3 separate regions of the Mus musculus genome follow, and regions 2 and 3 are each linked to region 1. Evidence: chromatin contacts called from public HiChIP or PLAC-seq and promoter capture Hi-C data. All regions are on one chromosome and are shown on one strand. The core of a region is the stretch at or near the end of the contact, and the rest is flanking DNA. Distances in the headings are between cores, read along the strand shown.

The links. Promoter capture Hi-C pulls out the DNA fragments that hold promoters and counts their contacts. HiChIP or PLAC-seq counts read pairs in DNA pulled down with a chosen protein or histone mark.
Region 2: a promoter capture Hi-C map of pre-B cells shows a contact between it and region 1. The contact joins the promoter of Zfx here to the promoter of Arx in region 1. A contact is called at or near these places in 2 of 39 promoter capture datasets (cranial neural crest and pre-B cells) and 1 of 115 datasets of contacts at active chromatin or transcription factors (astrocytes).
Region 3: a contact with region 1 is called in an H3K27ac HiChIP or PLAC-seq map of embryonic stem cells, with 5 times the contacts expected there. The contact joins the promoter of AU015836 here to the promoter of Arx in region 1. A contact is called at or near these places in 3 of 39 promoter capture datasets (HPC-7-derived erythroid cells, embryonic stem cells and pre-B cells) and 1 of 115 datasets of contacts at active chromatin or transcription factors (embryonic stem cells).

The regions. Positions count from the first base shown.
Region 1 is chrX:93,283,972-93,288,795 of GRCm38.p6, forward strand. It overlaps Arx (aristaless related homeobox), which reads left to right and starts at 2,536. Exons shown (of 6, transcript NM_001305940.1): 1 at 2,536-2,588; 2 at 2,707-2,952; 3 at 4,572-4,824. The coding sequence starts at 2,757.
Region 2 is chrX:94,120,415-94,125,238 of GRCm38.p6, forward strand. It overlaps Zfx (zinc finger protein X-linked), which reads right to left and starts at 2,993. Exons shown (of 9, transcript NM_001044386.1): 1 at 2,654-2,993.
Region 3 is chrX:93,966,647-93,971,470 of GRCm38.p6, forward strand. It overlaps AU015836 (expressed sequence AU015836), which reads left to right and starts at 2,010. Exons shown (of 3, transcript NR_028320.1): 1 at 2,010-3,284.

The DNA of each region.
Region 1 (4,824 bases), core at 1,286-3,785:
CTTAGAGAAGTTCCCTGTAATTTTTTCCTAATTAATCTGTGGGGAATGGGCTCAGTTGTAGATTCTGAAGTTGGGTTTTGAATTTCGACAAATCTTAGTGTTGCTAAGTGTAGAGAAAATTAACTCAGGCACTCCTCTCCAAGTTGGATAGATGCACCTCCTTCATTTGGGGAGGCTGATTGGAAAATATTAAAAATAAAATAACAGAACAGAACAAAGAAGACTAGAGTTTTCACACAGGTCTTTTTAAAAGCCCTCTTTATATTCCATTAATAGAATTATATTTAATTCCAGGAATCATTAAGTCAGAATCAGAAATGCTATGTTAACCTCCCCCTTTACAGTGGGTGATTAAAATTAGAATACACCCCCATCAGAAAGTCCGACTTCTTTTAAAAGAAGAACAGCTGCAGAGGGGGGAGGAGGGTGATGGAGGCTAAGAAGTCTTCCACAGAGAGTCTGAAAGTCCTTTGGGCGTTCAGACATGATGTGTGCATTTGTGACCCTTTTAATTTAACACGATCTTTCTTGGACTCATTTTCACCCCACTCCCTGCGTGTGCGGAGCCCACTCTGAAGTCACGGAGCCACCGGGCAGCCGGGTTTTGTGGATTTCCCTGCCGGGAGGAAAAAGTGTCTCTGTATCCCCAGACCGACACCCGCAGCGACGCAGGCGAGGGTCTTTGCCTGGAAGCTTGAGGGAAACCCAAGAGTCTTTATATCTCTGGGCTGCTCTGAGGCCCCAGGACGAAGAAGGGCTAGGGAGGGGAACAGGCGCGGAGAACATAATATTGGGCTAAAGTTAGATGAGACCATATTTAAAACATCAAAAGATGAGGATGCAAATAGAACCCAAGAAAGACAGAAACCTATTCTAGGTACCTTGGAATCTCAGAGAGGGCATAAAAGAAAAGCCAATGTCAAGGCAACTCACAGCCTCTTCCTCCACCATTTGAGGGTACGAAAACTATGCTGAGAAGCCGGCAGAAAACACCGAAGAGACCATGGCATGGAAGGATAGAGACAAATCCTTTTTGCTCCGTTTTTTACTACTACTAGTAGTAGTGTGGTGTTAGTATTAGTAGTATTGATGTGTCTGTCTGTTCTCAACTCTGTACCCCCTCAAGTTGCGTTGAGGACTCCTGCCAAGCTAGCCCGATCGATCTATCTGCCACTCACCCACTAGCATCCAAGAGTTATGCAGATGTTTATGGCTGGGGGGAAAAATCCCAGTTAGGTATCCTTGTATTTTTAAATACTGACTGTAAGTGATTCAAGTATAATCCTTTGTAAAACGTTTTCTCTTTGACACATTGAAGGGGCTGAGAGAGGAAAACCTGGCGTGGATTCCCCTTCCCCGACCTCTTACCCACCTCCCTCACCCCCACCCCGCCAAAGTCAAGGCCGTAGCTGTCTCTTGGAACCTACACCTAGGGAATGAGGGTGTCCATTCTGGCTCCTCTCCGGGATCGACCCAACTTCACTCAGGGTTGGGTCCAATACTGGGAGCCCTTTGAGAAGCAACTGCTTCCCCTTAAGGCGCTCCTCCATCACTTTTGCTAACAGGGGCCAGGTCACAGGATTCAAAATGTTAGGCATTTCGACTTGGTTCAAGGTAAAGGTCAGTCCCTTCTGTCCTAGGAAACTGAGAATCACACTTCTGCAGTGCAAGGGGTTTCATACGCCAGGCGCTGCCAGGGGGTGACAGCCTAACCAAGATAAATTTGGAGAAGTAGGGAAAGAGTGAGGAGTGTCAGAAGAGAAAAGAGACTCCCCCAGTCTTGTTCCCAGTCTCCTCTCTGGGAGGTTTGGACTCTTTCTTGCCAGTCCCTTTCACCTCTCTGAATACTCCAGGGAAGACTCTGTCTTTAGCAGGGCTCTGTATTTAAGGACCTTTTCACAGTCCAGAGTTAAAAACAGAGACAGAGAATGTTGGGAGCGGATATTAACAAGAGAGCAACAGATAGGTTCTGGATGAAGACAAATAACTCTAGGCTTTGAGCCACAAGAGAAAAAGCAAAGGCTCAGACAGCAGATGGTTGCCTCTGACACGTCGGAGGTCCATTGGTCCTAGAAAGGATGGTGACTGAACAGCGCTGAGGTCAAGACACTGTCCTAGGAGGATAATGTCGGCATTGAAAGGCGCCAGGTTGATCTCGTACAGCTACAGGGAGCTAGGTCCTCTGGATAGTGGAAGGGGTGCCGAAGTCCAAGAGGCACCCACAAACCTAGCACCCAATTGAGCTACAACTAAGAGTATAACCCTAAGGACAAGAAGGAGCGACAAGAAAACGATATCAAAGTTTGAAAGTAGTTAGTTTAAAAGAAGAGAAAGAGAAAGAAAAGGAAATTTGGCTCTAGTGCGTGCCAGCTGCTAATCCCCTGCCCCCACACTCATAGGCCCCTCTCCGAAATCCAGTTCGCGCTTTGCGCTTTGCCGGCAGGCCTACGCAGCCCGGCCTCTGTCGAGAGCCAATCAGAGAGCGCCTCTCAGCACGTGGAGCAGAGAGACACCAGAGCTCCGCGCCCGCGGCTCACTACACTTGTTACCGCTTGTCCTGAGCGCGGAGAGGACGAGCTCCGGCTGAGGTCAGGGTGGGAGCCCGCAACCGAGGGGGACGGAAAGGAACAAAGATCGCAGTAATAACTGTTTTAATCAGCCATCCAACCCATCCCCAACACACACCCTTTTCATCCAACCCTCCAGGAGAGAGGAGCAGAGGTCCGCTCTCTGAGCCCAAGGAAAAAGCACCAGCCATGAGCAATCAGTACCAGGAAGAGGGCTGCTCTGAGAGGCCGGAGTGCAAGAGTAAATCTCCAACTTTGCTCTCCTCCTACTGCATCGACAGCATCCTGGGCCGGAGAAGCCCATGCAAAATGAGGCTTCTGGGAGCCGCGCAGAGCTTGCCTGCCCCGCTGGCCAGCCGCGCTGACCAGGAAAAAGCCATGCAAGGTAAGGTTGTGCCGGACAGGCACCTGCAAAAGAGCATTGGGCATTGGTTTGAATGTTTGAAACTGGGGACAAGGGGCCTGGGACTTGTCAAGTTGGAGACATAGGGAAGAGAAGGGAGAACTCTAGGGCCTGGGGCCTTAGAGAGAAGGACCGTCTCTATCTCTCCTTCCAGAAAAAGCAGGGGCCCAAGCTTCATTTGGGGGTGGGACTCTTAGATACTTAGATGCGATTAAAAGTCCCTTTTGGTGGCCTTGGGTGTGCCCCGAATGGCACTGAAGCAGCAGATGCTCTTAATTCCTTTAAAAGCAGCAACTTCACGGAGGCAAGAACCCCAAAAGCTAAGGAATGGTGGTGGTGTCTTCAGGCAAGGTGAACTTTGGCCTTTCTCCTTTGGAAGATTTCTTTATAAGCGGTGTTTTGTGTTTCCTTTTAGTTTTTAATTGTACATTATTGATGACCTTTTAAATGCGAGTGTTGGCAGAAAACATTACCCTAGGGTGCTCCAAACAGCAACTTAATGGATTCGAAATGCATGAAATGTATACCCTCTGGGCGCTACTTTTCTCTACTGTGTTAATTTTTAAGAGTTGAGATATCTAAAGTGTTTTCTTTTCTGAAATTAAAAAATCCAAAACAAGTGTCCTTTGGTCCTCTGAACTAATACTCAAGTTTCCCCATGAGCTGGATGCAGTAGTGTTGCAGGCAAAGAAGTGTTGGTGTCGTTTAAACCCTGAAGCCAGCGAGCCAGCAGCTACACCTTTGGAAGATCGGAGCGAAAGACAGAGAATGAGGCTTTCTAAAATAAAACTGACTTTTCCCCTTTTCCTTTTTTAGCCTGCAAGGGCACCTGTGCTAGGCGCTTCCTCCAAGGGAAGGAGCAGCCTGTGCCTGTTGAACCTCACCCCTGTCCCCGCTCCAGACATTTCTTTCCAAATTTTCTCCAGAAATTTTCTTTGCCATTTTGGGCTAGGGAACCCTGCCTCCTGCCTCTGTGGGCTGTTGGGACATGGCGGGTGCTCAGGGCCCTGAGACCCAGGCCGCTTCGCCCCGCAGGGGTCGCCCGAGGGGCAGTGCCCCTCTTGCTACCTTGGGGCCCATAGGACAGAACAGCTGGCAGAAGTCTGGCGCGAAGTTTTCAGAGTAGTGGTGATTTTTTAAAGTTGTTCGATTTTTAAAAATTTGCCCCACCCTAAAATGGAGAGGAGGATTAAAGAGAAAGGAGTGAAATAAGATAGAGGAAAAGTGGAATCATGAAGGCAAAAAACAGAAAGGCATTAAAGGCGAAAAGGACGAGGAAAGGAGTGGGGAGAAAGTAGAAAGAAAAAGAAAAATAAGGGGGTGCGAAAGGAGTACTACAAGAAAGAAAGAGGAAATAAAGAGCAGAATATGAAAGAAATGAAGGGACGAAGGTAAAAGGCGGGACCGGGGATGATGAGAGGACAAAAAGAAAAAATGAATCAGAAAAAAAAAAAAAAAGAATCCGGAAAAGTGTGCCAGGAAGGGGAGCTAAAGCCGAGGATAGAGGGCACGGAGGCGGCAAAGCAGCCGGCTCCCAACAGCTGCTTGGCGGGGGAACAAACGGTCGGGCTAATGCGCTGACCACTTTTCCTTGCCCGCAGGCTCCCCCAAGAGCAGCAGCGCCCCGTTCGAGGCTGAGCTGCACCTGCCACCCAAGCTGCGGCGCCTCTACGGCCCGGGCGGGGGCCGCCTCCTCCAGGGCGCGGCGGCGGCGGCTGCAGCGGCGGCGGCGGCCGCAGCGGCGGCCACGGCCACTGGCACCGCAGGTCCCCGTGGAGAGGTTCCTCCACCGCCACCACCAGCTGCACGGCCAGGGGAGCGTCAGGACAGCGCAGGGGCCGTGGCTGCCGCCGC
Region 2 (4,824 bases), core at 1,743-4,242, 840 kb after region 1:
TGAAGACTTTCACACTGTCTCTTCTGCACTGATTGCTCTCAGCCCCACCCACCCCGACACCCAAGAACTGAACTTTAAAAGTCTTTTTAAAGAGAACTTTTAAATGTGATTTTCTTTTTAATTTTTGAGACTTGATCACAGTATGTAGGATGACCTCAAACTCACAAAAATCTGCCTCTGAATGCTGGGGTGAAAGGCATGTGCCGCCACTGTCCAGCTTAAGAGAATTTCTTTAATTAAAGCTTGCCGTGGCCTCTAGGAAAACCACTCTCTAGGAGCAAGATTTCCAACCTGTTGCTGTCTATAAAAGTGAAGACACCGAGAGTGAAGAACTATCTAACTGTGAGACACATTTCCCACATAAGCATCTAGAAAAGTCAAATATTAATCAAAACATGCAGGAAGGCTTGCTTAGCAAATAACCTTAGTTAGCCTCTCAAACAAAACTCTCAGCAGGGAGCAAAACAGATTGCAAAGGGCAACTGAAGGCCACTGCTTTTTAATAACCATCCTTCCAAACTCATTTTCAAAACTGACTTCCTAAAAACATCATGGGAACACTTGTAGGAAAGTTCATTTCTCATCTTCTTCGAGGAGCACCAGGATTCATTTTCAACAATGGGAAATGAAATCATAGGAAACTCTGTTTACTACAGAAATAACAACTCTGAGTAAAACGTTATTTACAGTGAATATAGAAAAAGGACCAGCTGTCTAACAAAAATGGATCATTCAAAACTGCAATAAAGCATTTTAAAAGGGTAATAAAATCTGGCTTCTGACCACTCTTTGTAATTATCATCACTATAAAAACACTGGTCAGCCTACCACACAACCTACTTCTCTCAAACTTGTCCTAGCCCAACCGAGCTGATAGCTATCAAGCACAGATCCGGGTGTCGTCATCCGGGAGTCGGAGAGCTCCCGCACTTGCTTCCCACGGAGCAGAAGCCCTTGCCATTCGCGCTGCAACCCACCTTTGCAAGCCTCTACCTATACTATCCATTTCAGACAAACAGTAAATACTTGCTGTTCTCTAAAGAAACTTCACCCTTGAAACGCCCTTTGCCTGTCTGGGCCATCAGGCTTGTAACCTCAAAATGCCACCTATTTCAGGAACTCCTTCCTGATGCTTCAAACAGAAACCATGTCTGCTCTGAAACCCACTTTAACTCGGATGTAGCCTTCGCGCGGCACTTCTTACAGTTCAACATTTGCTCTTCTACTTCTGAACAACAAGCCTCCCACAGCCACCACTTACAAGAACCCTCCTTACTCTTTCTCAGCACCTAGCACAGCCGGCATGGGACGCCGAGGTTACCAGCAAAGTTGTACCGGGTGAGATCGAAAGAAATTTCATGGGGTGCGATTCCACTCTAAAAACCTCACAAACGGGCTACCACAGCGAATCAACGAAAGCTAGCTAATACGTCACATTACATCGTTGGATAAGAAAATAACTTTCTGCCCTTTAATTTTCCTCAGTTAAATAAATAAATATATATACCAAAATTCAAACGCAGCCTCCCAAGAAACTTGTTTCCACAGAAAGGAACACAAAAACTTCCCTCCGATATGCTAGTCTTCCGCTTTCGTAGGATGCCTTTTTCCCCCTATTGGTCAAAAGAGTGGTGAGAACTTTCCCATCACTTTTCTTTCTTTATTCACAGAGTCGTGAAAGCAACGATTGGCGGAGAAGCACCGCACCAGGGTCACCCTAACGGCCACGTCTATCTACCTCTGAGAAAATAAAGTCCTAAGAAAATGTCTCCGGCTCCACTACTGCCACCGCGGCAGATCACCCTGAAGCGGCAGCAAAGCGCCGGGAAAAGGCTCGGAGCCCCGGGGCCATACAGATGAGGTGGCTCCAGCGCCAAGACGGCCGCGATGGCCGCCTGCGGCAGCTCAACTGAAACACAGCGGAAACAGCAGCCAGTCACGGGGCTGTGGGAGGCTGGGCAGGAAGGTGGCGCTGCCGCCAAGCGCCTGGGATCCAAGTGCTCATCATGGCGACGAGGGCAATGGCCGCCATGGGGAGCGAACACGCCCCTGCGCGCACACTCGACGCCGCGCCCGGGCTCCGGTCCCCGTAGCTAGCGCCGCCGCGGCCCGCTCTCACACCCCCCCTCACGGGCTGTAGCGGAATTTTCTCCTCAGACGCCGCCTTCAAAATGGCGGCTCCCCCTCCCGGCAACCCCCTCCGTCGTAGCCTGCAGCAGGCGCCGGCCGGCCGCCATCTTGTCCCCCGTCCCTCTTCCCCCCCCCCTCGCCGATATTTACATAGCGAAAATCGGCCGGGCCGGCCTGCGGCCTTCACCTCATGCCTGCAGCCTTAGCCTCCTCGCCAGGCCTCGCCCCCGCACGGTGCCCCGGGTCGGCCACGTCGCCCACCCGGGACCCCTCAGCCGCCTCCCCAACCGCCGGGCGGCACTGCCCCGGTCCCCGCCCGTTTCCAGAACGCGCCTCGACCGCCGTTCTGAGCGCCCGGGCGCCACCCCGGGCCTAACTGCGGCCTCCTCGGGGCCTGCTCGGCGTCGCGCGCCACGCCGCCCGGCCTAGCGCGGGAGGGCGCCTTGCGGGCCGCCGAGCAGGCCGAGAGCAGGCCGCCGCGCGCGCACCAGGCCCTACGGCCGCAGTGGCGCCCCGGACTCACCGGACGGTCGTGCGGCGGTCGGCGACGGTGGCGGGTGCTGCAGGCCGGCCTTTCTCTGGAGCACTGGGCCGGGCTCCGGCTGGTGGGGCGGGCGGAGGGAGGGAGGAGGGGCCGAGCTCGGAGCTGACAAAAAGCGGCCCAGCTCCCCGGCACGGGCCCGCCGTCAGCACGTCACGTCACCGCCGGGGAGAGAGACCCAGGAAAATGCGGAAGGGTAGCTGGGCCCCCTCCTCCGCCCGGTGGGTCCCGCTGACGCCCCGGGTTGGCGCCCTTCACGCCCCGCAACCGGGGAGCCCAGTGGCCTCGCTGCGGCGGGGTCTCCGGCGGCCCGAGTTTCCGTGACAGCGCCCCCCTTCTTTCCACCTCCGCGCTCCCGCCCGCCACCGCCGCCACACACGCGCCGCCGCCGCCGCCTCGGCTGTAAAATCCGCACGAGGCCGTGGCCCACCGACACCGTCGAGAGGCGGGAGGCCCGGGCCACCCCCCACCATGTTTGTGGGCCGCGGCCACCCCCCGGGGGCCTTCGGGGACACCTACCGCCTCTCCGCGAGGGTCCCGGCCTGAGGCGGTGGCTCGAGTTGTTTGCAGGCCCGCAGACCCCCCTCCCGCCGTAAATGTGTGTGTGTGCGGTGTGTGTGTGTTTTCATCCCCGGTGCCTGGGGATGAAGATAAATTTAGCAACCCTCGCCGTCCCCTGCCTTCCCTTTAAAAAAAAAAAAAAAAAAAAAAACAACTTTGAAACAAAATGAAAATGGCCTTGCCAATTTGAATGGTGCAGGCAGAGTGTTGGGGGGGTACCTAGAATAACAACCAAACCCGGTAATTTTTTTTTTAATAAATAAGCTTTCTGTCGGGAAGCCAAATTGGTCTCTTTTTATGGGGGGGGGGGTTAGGTACATTTTGAAGCCTTTAGCACACTGCAGAGAATAGAGATTTTTAGTGCTATAGAAACTACACGTGTGTTACACTGGAAGTCTATGGATCATAACTTTTATGTATGTAATAATGCTATAACACTCTACAATTATCGAGATTTTTTTAAATAAAATTCTTAAGTCTCTTAAACTTTAAGAAGATAAAGAAGTGAAAGTATCTGATTCAACAAAATATTTATAAACTTAAAAATAGGAGTTTTGTGTTTTTCTCAATCCAGATCACTATGTGGCATTTTTTTTTTGCCAGACAGGGTTTCTCTGAGTAGTCCTAGCTGTCCTGAAACTTAACTTTGTAGACAAGGCTGAACTCAAGAGATCTACCCGCCTCTGCCTCCCAAGCGCTAAGATTAAAGGCATGGGCCACTACCACCGAAAAACATTAAACTATATAGTTTGTACATTACTGTAGACTCTAACATGATAGAACTTTTTGTGGTGTACTGGGGGACATAAGACAGTGGATATTTCGGGATATAGCCAATTTCTTGCCTCGGCCTCCCAAGTGCTGGGATCACAGACGTGTGCTCAGACACCCAGCTTGACATATTGGTAGACAGTGTTGATAGCTGTTTTCCCATAGTTAAGACATCTTTAAAGAACAAAAAGGATAAAGCAAATTGCAAACTGGGGTGAGGTGTCTTTAAACATATTCTAAGAATGTAAATTGTTTCATCAGCTTACAATCATAAAATTGTTTTTAAAAGGGAGACAGGCATGATAACTCAAACCTGTAATGTCCACAATCCAAAAAGGATTTTGGCAAGTTTCAGGCCAGACTGTGGTATATTCAGTGAGATTCTGTCACACACACACACACACCTAAGGGCCTCTACTTAATGTGAGCGCGCGTGCGTGTGTGGTGTGGTGTGGTGTGTATGTGTGTGTGTGTGCTCTCTTAGGTAGAACCTATACTAAGAACAGAAATTAGCATGGACAATGGGAGAAGATGGCATAAATCTGTAAAGTGTTCCTTCATTTTCCGCTCAGATCTACTAGAAATCTAGTAGATCTAGCTAGTAATCAGTCATTTTCTTATGGGGTTTTAGCTTCCTGCCATCAAAAAAAAAAAGTCGCTGGGCAATGGTGGCGCATGCCTTTAATCCCAGCACTTGGGAGGCAGAGGCAGGTCGATTTCTGAGTTTGAGACCAGCCTGGTCTACAAAGGGAGTTCCAGGACAGCCAGGGCTACACAGAGAAACCCTGGCTGGAAAAACAAACAAACAAACAAACAAATGT
Region 3 (4,824 bases), core at 760-3,259, 680 kb after region 1:
GGCTGCTTTAGTTTTGTTTATTGCACAGATACTAAATAATAGTGATCCTCTGTGTTTCTAACCTGGTGAGTTGCCTGGGTACTTCCAATTTCACTACTGTGGAAGAAAACCCAAGTTTTATGGCACAAAAGACTCCTAACTCCACCACAGCCACCCTGCTGTTTCAAGATGGAACACCTTTAGTGACCACCCACCCCTTTGGCTGTCAACCAACTCAAGATCCTACCTTGATAATTGTTCTTAAAGGGTAGGGAACACCCTCCGTAGCTAGGTAAGGTGAATTCCATCATCCCCCCCTCCGTGCAGCTGTGGAGGTGAGTCACAAGGACTTTAGCACAGCTGAATAGCAAGCAGATCTTAGGCCCGAGGGATTCCTTCCAAAGCTTTTTCAAGCCCACCTCTGAGCTGCCTTGGAGAGGAGCTTTTAAAAGCATGGCCCTGTGAGTCATGGGCTCAATCCGGGGGTTTGAGATAAGCGATTGTTTGAGCTGCGCTTCACCTGGGTCATCTGAGCATTCAGTGATTCCCCACCCCACCCCACCCCCCACTGGAAACTACCAGCCACTAAACAACAGAATGACCGAATGACTGAACATCATTGTGATGGGTGCCGGCAGTGGCCAACTCATTTTCTATTCTGGAAGCTATAACTGAATTCAACTTGCAAAATTAACAAATAAAAAGGTGTGTCCCTGACCAGGGAGCATTAAGGACCACCTGTTTAATTTTAAAACAATAACCAAACAAAATAAGAAATGCAGGGTTATAATTCAGGCCTGTTACCCAAGGAGCTGATAGGGTTAGCAGCCCCATAGAAGGAACAACAATATGAACTAACCAATAACCCCCAGAGCTCCCAGGGAATAAACCACCAACCAAAGAAAACACATGGTGGGACTCGTGGCTCTATCTGCATATGTAGCAGAGGATGGCCTAGTCTGTCATCAGTGGGAGGAGAGGCCCTTGGTCCTGTGAAGGGCTCTATGCCCCAATATAAGGGAATGCCAGGACCAGGAAGCAGAAGTGGGTGGATTGTTGAGCAGGGGGAGAGCAGAAGGGATAGGGGATTTTCGGAGGGGAAACCAGGAAAGGGGATAACATTTGAAATGTAAATAAATAAAGAAAATGTCTAATAAAAAGTAAATAAATAAATAAAAATAATTCAGGCCTGTGTTTTGATAAAGCAGGGTTGCCATCTTTTATTGTTGTCTGTCCCTCAGGAGAAAAATCATTAAAAGGAAATATTAATTTTCCTTTGTACTGACATTAAATAATTCATATTTCCCTTAATTTACAACATACCAACAATCACCTTATTTCAGAGTTAGAAAATTGTTCAGATTATATTTATGGAAGAGAATCTTAAAAATCACAGAGTCTAAGAACCTACGCCAGCCTACTCAATAATAATAATGTTCAGGTGAGAACTTGGGAATGTTAACTTTAGCAAGCCATCAGATGATCCCTATGTTCAGCCAAGTTTGCAATTAGCTGATGCAGAGGTAAGGAAGGAAAAGTGGGTGAGACTTTTCCTCAAAAAAGTGGAGCTTTGTAACCAAATGCCTGATCCAGGGTACTTAGGAAGTAAAGAGAGCTTTGTTTTGGCTCATGGTTCTGGAGATTCAAGTCTACGAATAGAAGGCAGTATCAGACACATTATCATCCAGGATGCAAAGGGCCTGAGAGATTTTAGACTCTTTATTCCCCTCACAGGTATACCCTCAATTACCTAAGGATGTCCACTAATTTCTACAAGGGATGCTTAAAGCCCCACAGGGACTGCCCAGCAAGTAGCACCACCCTGGGGACCTAGCTTTTCCATGTAGACCTTTGAGGGGTACTCATCCAAAGAACAGGAGGTTAGGTTTTCCTTTGAAAAATACTGAAGGCCAGCAGCAAGCAGGCCTGAAGGGGCGGATCTGTGCCGGCCTTAGAACCGCCCCTCCAGGCCTGAGGAGGGGCGAGGGAGGTCACAGCCTGAAGGTGTATCAGCTACCGCCACGCCTTCCAGCATTTCGAGCTCAGAGCTGCAAGCTGTTAGTTGGGAGCACCAGCACTGCGAAGCAGTACCCGGAGCTACCATGGCCTACAGCCCGCAGGAAGAGAAAGATAAAGTTGTATTCGTGACCAAAGAAGACCACGAAAGTCCCAGCAATGCCGAGCTGGTGGTTGACGAGCCCAATGATCCCCATGCAGAGTATGGACTGATACTGCCAAGTGGCAGCATTAACTGGAATTGCCCGTGCCTTGGAGGAATGGCCAGCGGCCCCTGTGGAGAACACTTCAAGTCTGCCTTTTCCTGCTTCCACCACAGCACCGAAGAAGTCAAGGGGTCCGATTGTGCAAGTGAGTACCAGGCCTTGAAGGAGTGCATGCAGAAATACCCAGACATCTATCCTCAAGAAGAGAATGAGAGCGAGAGCGAGGACGACAACTCGGACATCTACCAGGAGGCCCTGCAGGATGAGGAGGAGGAGGAGGAGGAAGAGGACGATGATGTCGATGACTACTACTACGAGGGGCTTGAGAATGCCGAGGTAGAGGAGGAGGAGGAGGAGGAGGAAGATGAAGATGACTATTACTACGAAGTAGAGGAGTATGAGGAGGAGGAGGAGGAGGAGGAGGAGGATTACTATCACGAGAACAACTATTACAACAATAACGACTACTATGACGATGAAGACTACTACCAGTACGAAGACAACTATTATAAGGACGAAGATGATGAAATCTACTACGAGGCTGACTACCAGGAGGAGGGAGAGGATGAAGAGGACGAAGAGGATGAGGATGCTTTCTATGAGGCTAACTATTTCGGTGAGGAGGATGAAGAGGAGCCAGCGGAGCCAGCTGAGCCAGCGGAGCCAGCCAAACCCAAGGAGGAAGCAGACGCCGCTGAGGCCTCCTCTGGAGGCAAATTGCAGTACTTCAGCGCCTGAAGGCCACAAGCCCCAGCTGCTGCCCATTTACTTAGCCACAGAACTTTCTGCACTATGAACGCCTGCCTTTCGATCGCTTGCTCTCTCTCTCAATGAAAGTATCCTTTCCTCTCTTGTTTTATGCACTGTAATATAGAAAATAACTTACTTTGATGATCGAGGTCTTGGCGGCTTGCCTGACCCTGAAGAAAAGAGGGGTGTGTGTGTGCACCTACATTATACAGAAACTTACCCTCAACACTAGGCCACTGCTGAACTGTCCTCTCTGAGTGCCCTGGATTCTGCCACTTTGAAATTATGTGAAGTTTCTCAACAGTCAAGAGCCGTTACTCAGAAAAGTCTCTCGTAAGTAAGCCGATTTATGCTGACCCATTGTATCCCTTTTAGTAGGTTTTATGTCTCTTTGGGAAATTAAGTAGAGGCCAAAACGTCTTCCTTAAGATTGCTAGAGTGAGGCCGTTCCTACTGGAAGAGGCCAGAGATCAGATAGTGGCACTGGAATATATGGGTGGGGGCTGCTGTGCTGTGTTTTGTTTGCGTGTTTGCAGTGCATCCACGCTCTTGGGTGTCTGCAGTTGGAAGGTAGAATTCCGATCATTTGACTACCAGTCCCTTCCTAAGGGAAAGGAGAGGCTGGACTTTGGTTTGTTGATTTACTGTTTCAAAAGGCCTGGTTTGGGGGCTCTGGTTCACTCAGTACAGTCAGTTGTAGCATTCCGGAGAAATGGGAACCAAACTGTTGTCAGAGGAAGCAGCCAAAAGAGGCTGTGATCTGAATGAAGTACGCAGTTAAAAAGAAATGATTTATTAAAAAAAAAAAAGTAAAAGAATGAGCACTAAGATTGTGTATGTAAAAGAATGTATGAATGAGTGAATGGATGAATGGATGAATGAATGAATATGTAGGCTTATGCATACCACAGCATTCATGTCGAAGTCAGAGAACAGCCTTGAGCATCGGTGTCTGCTTTCCTCCTTGCTTGAGACAGGATGTCGTTGGGTTTCTGTTGGCTAAGCCAGGCTAGCTGGCGCTCGAGCTTCTGGCGAGTCTTTCTCTAAGGAGCACGTGGGTTACAGGTGTTCCTCTTACCATGATTGGCTTTCGGATGGATTCTGGGGATTCAAACTCAGGCCCTCATGCATGCCTGCAAGCACTTTTACCCACTTTGCTGCCTCCCAGCCATTAGGTTTTCTCTTTTTTGTAATGAGGTCTGGCTGCGTGTTCCAGGATAGCCTTGAACCCCAGTCTTCCCTCCCAAGTGCTCTGATTATGAGTTTTGCTGCCACACCCTGCCATTGGATCTAGTTTGGGCACATAGGAAAATCATTTAGACCGGTGCAATATCTCAGCAGGTAAAAGGCACTTGCCATGGGACAATCTGAGTTCGATCCTGGGACCCACATACTGGAAGGAAATGACCTTTGACCTCTACACGGTGGCACACACACAGACGGGGGGGGGGGGCGAGGAGAGGAGAGAGAGAGAGAAAATTGTTTTCATCTATAATATAGAGAAACTGAGCTACCTCCCATCCAAGTACTAAAGCAGGACTAACCTTGCTTAGCTTCCAAGGTCAGGGTGGCAAGGTTGATACCTAAGGCTGATTCTCAATTGTATTAGCATATTAGATAGAATCCCCTGGGAAGATTGTGAAAGTGACCATTATCCAGACACCAGCACAGGCTTATGAAGCAGAATTTCTGGAGAACTCATGCTGTCGTTCTTTCAAATCTCCCCAGGTGGCTTCCATGAATAAGCTCTGCTTCAAAGGATGACACCAAGCATCACCAAGCAAAATACCTTTGATTAGTCTTCTCTATGCCCTAGGAGGCTGGCCCTGTCTTCTGTGACATATAGCTTCTATTCATGGAGGATCTACTAGTA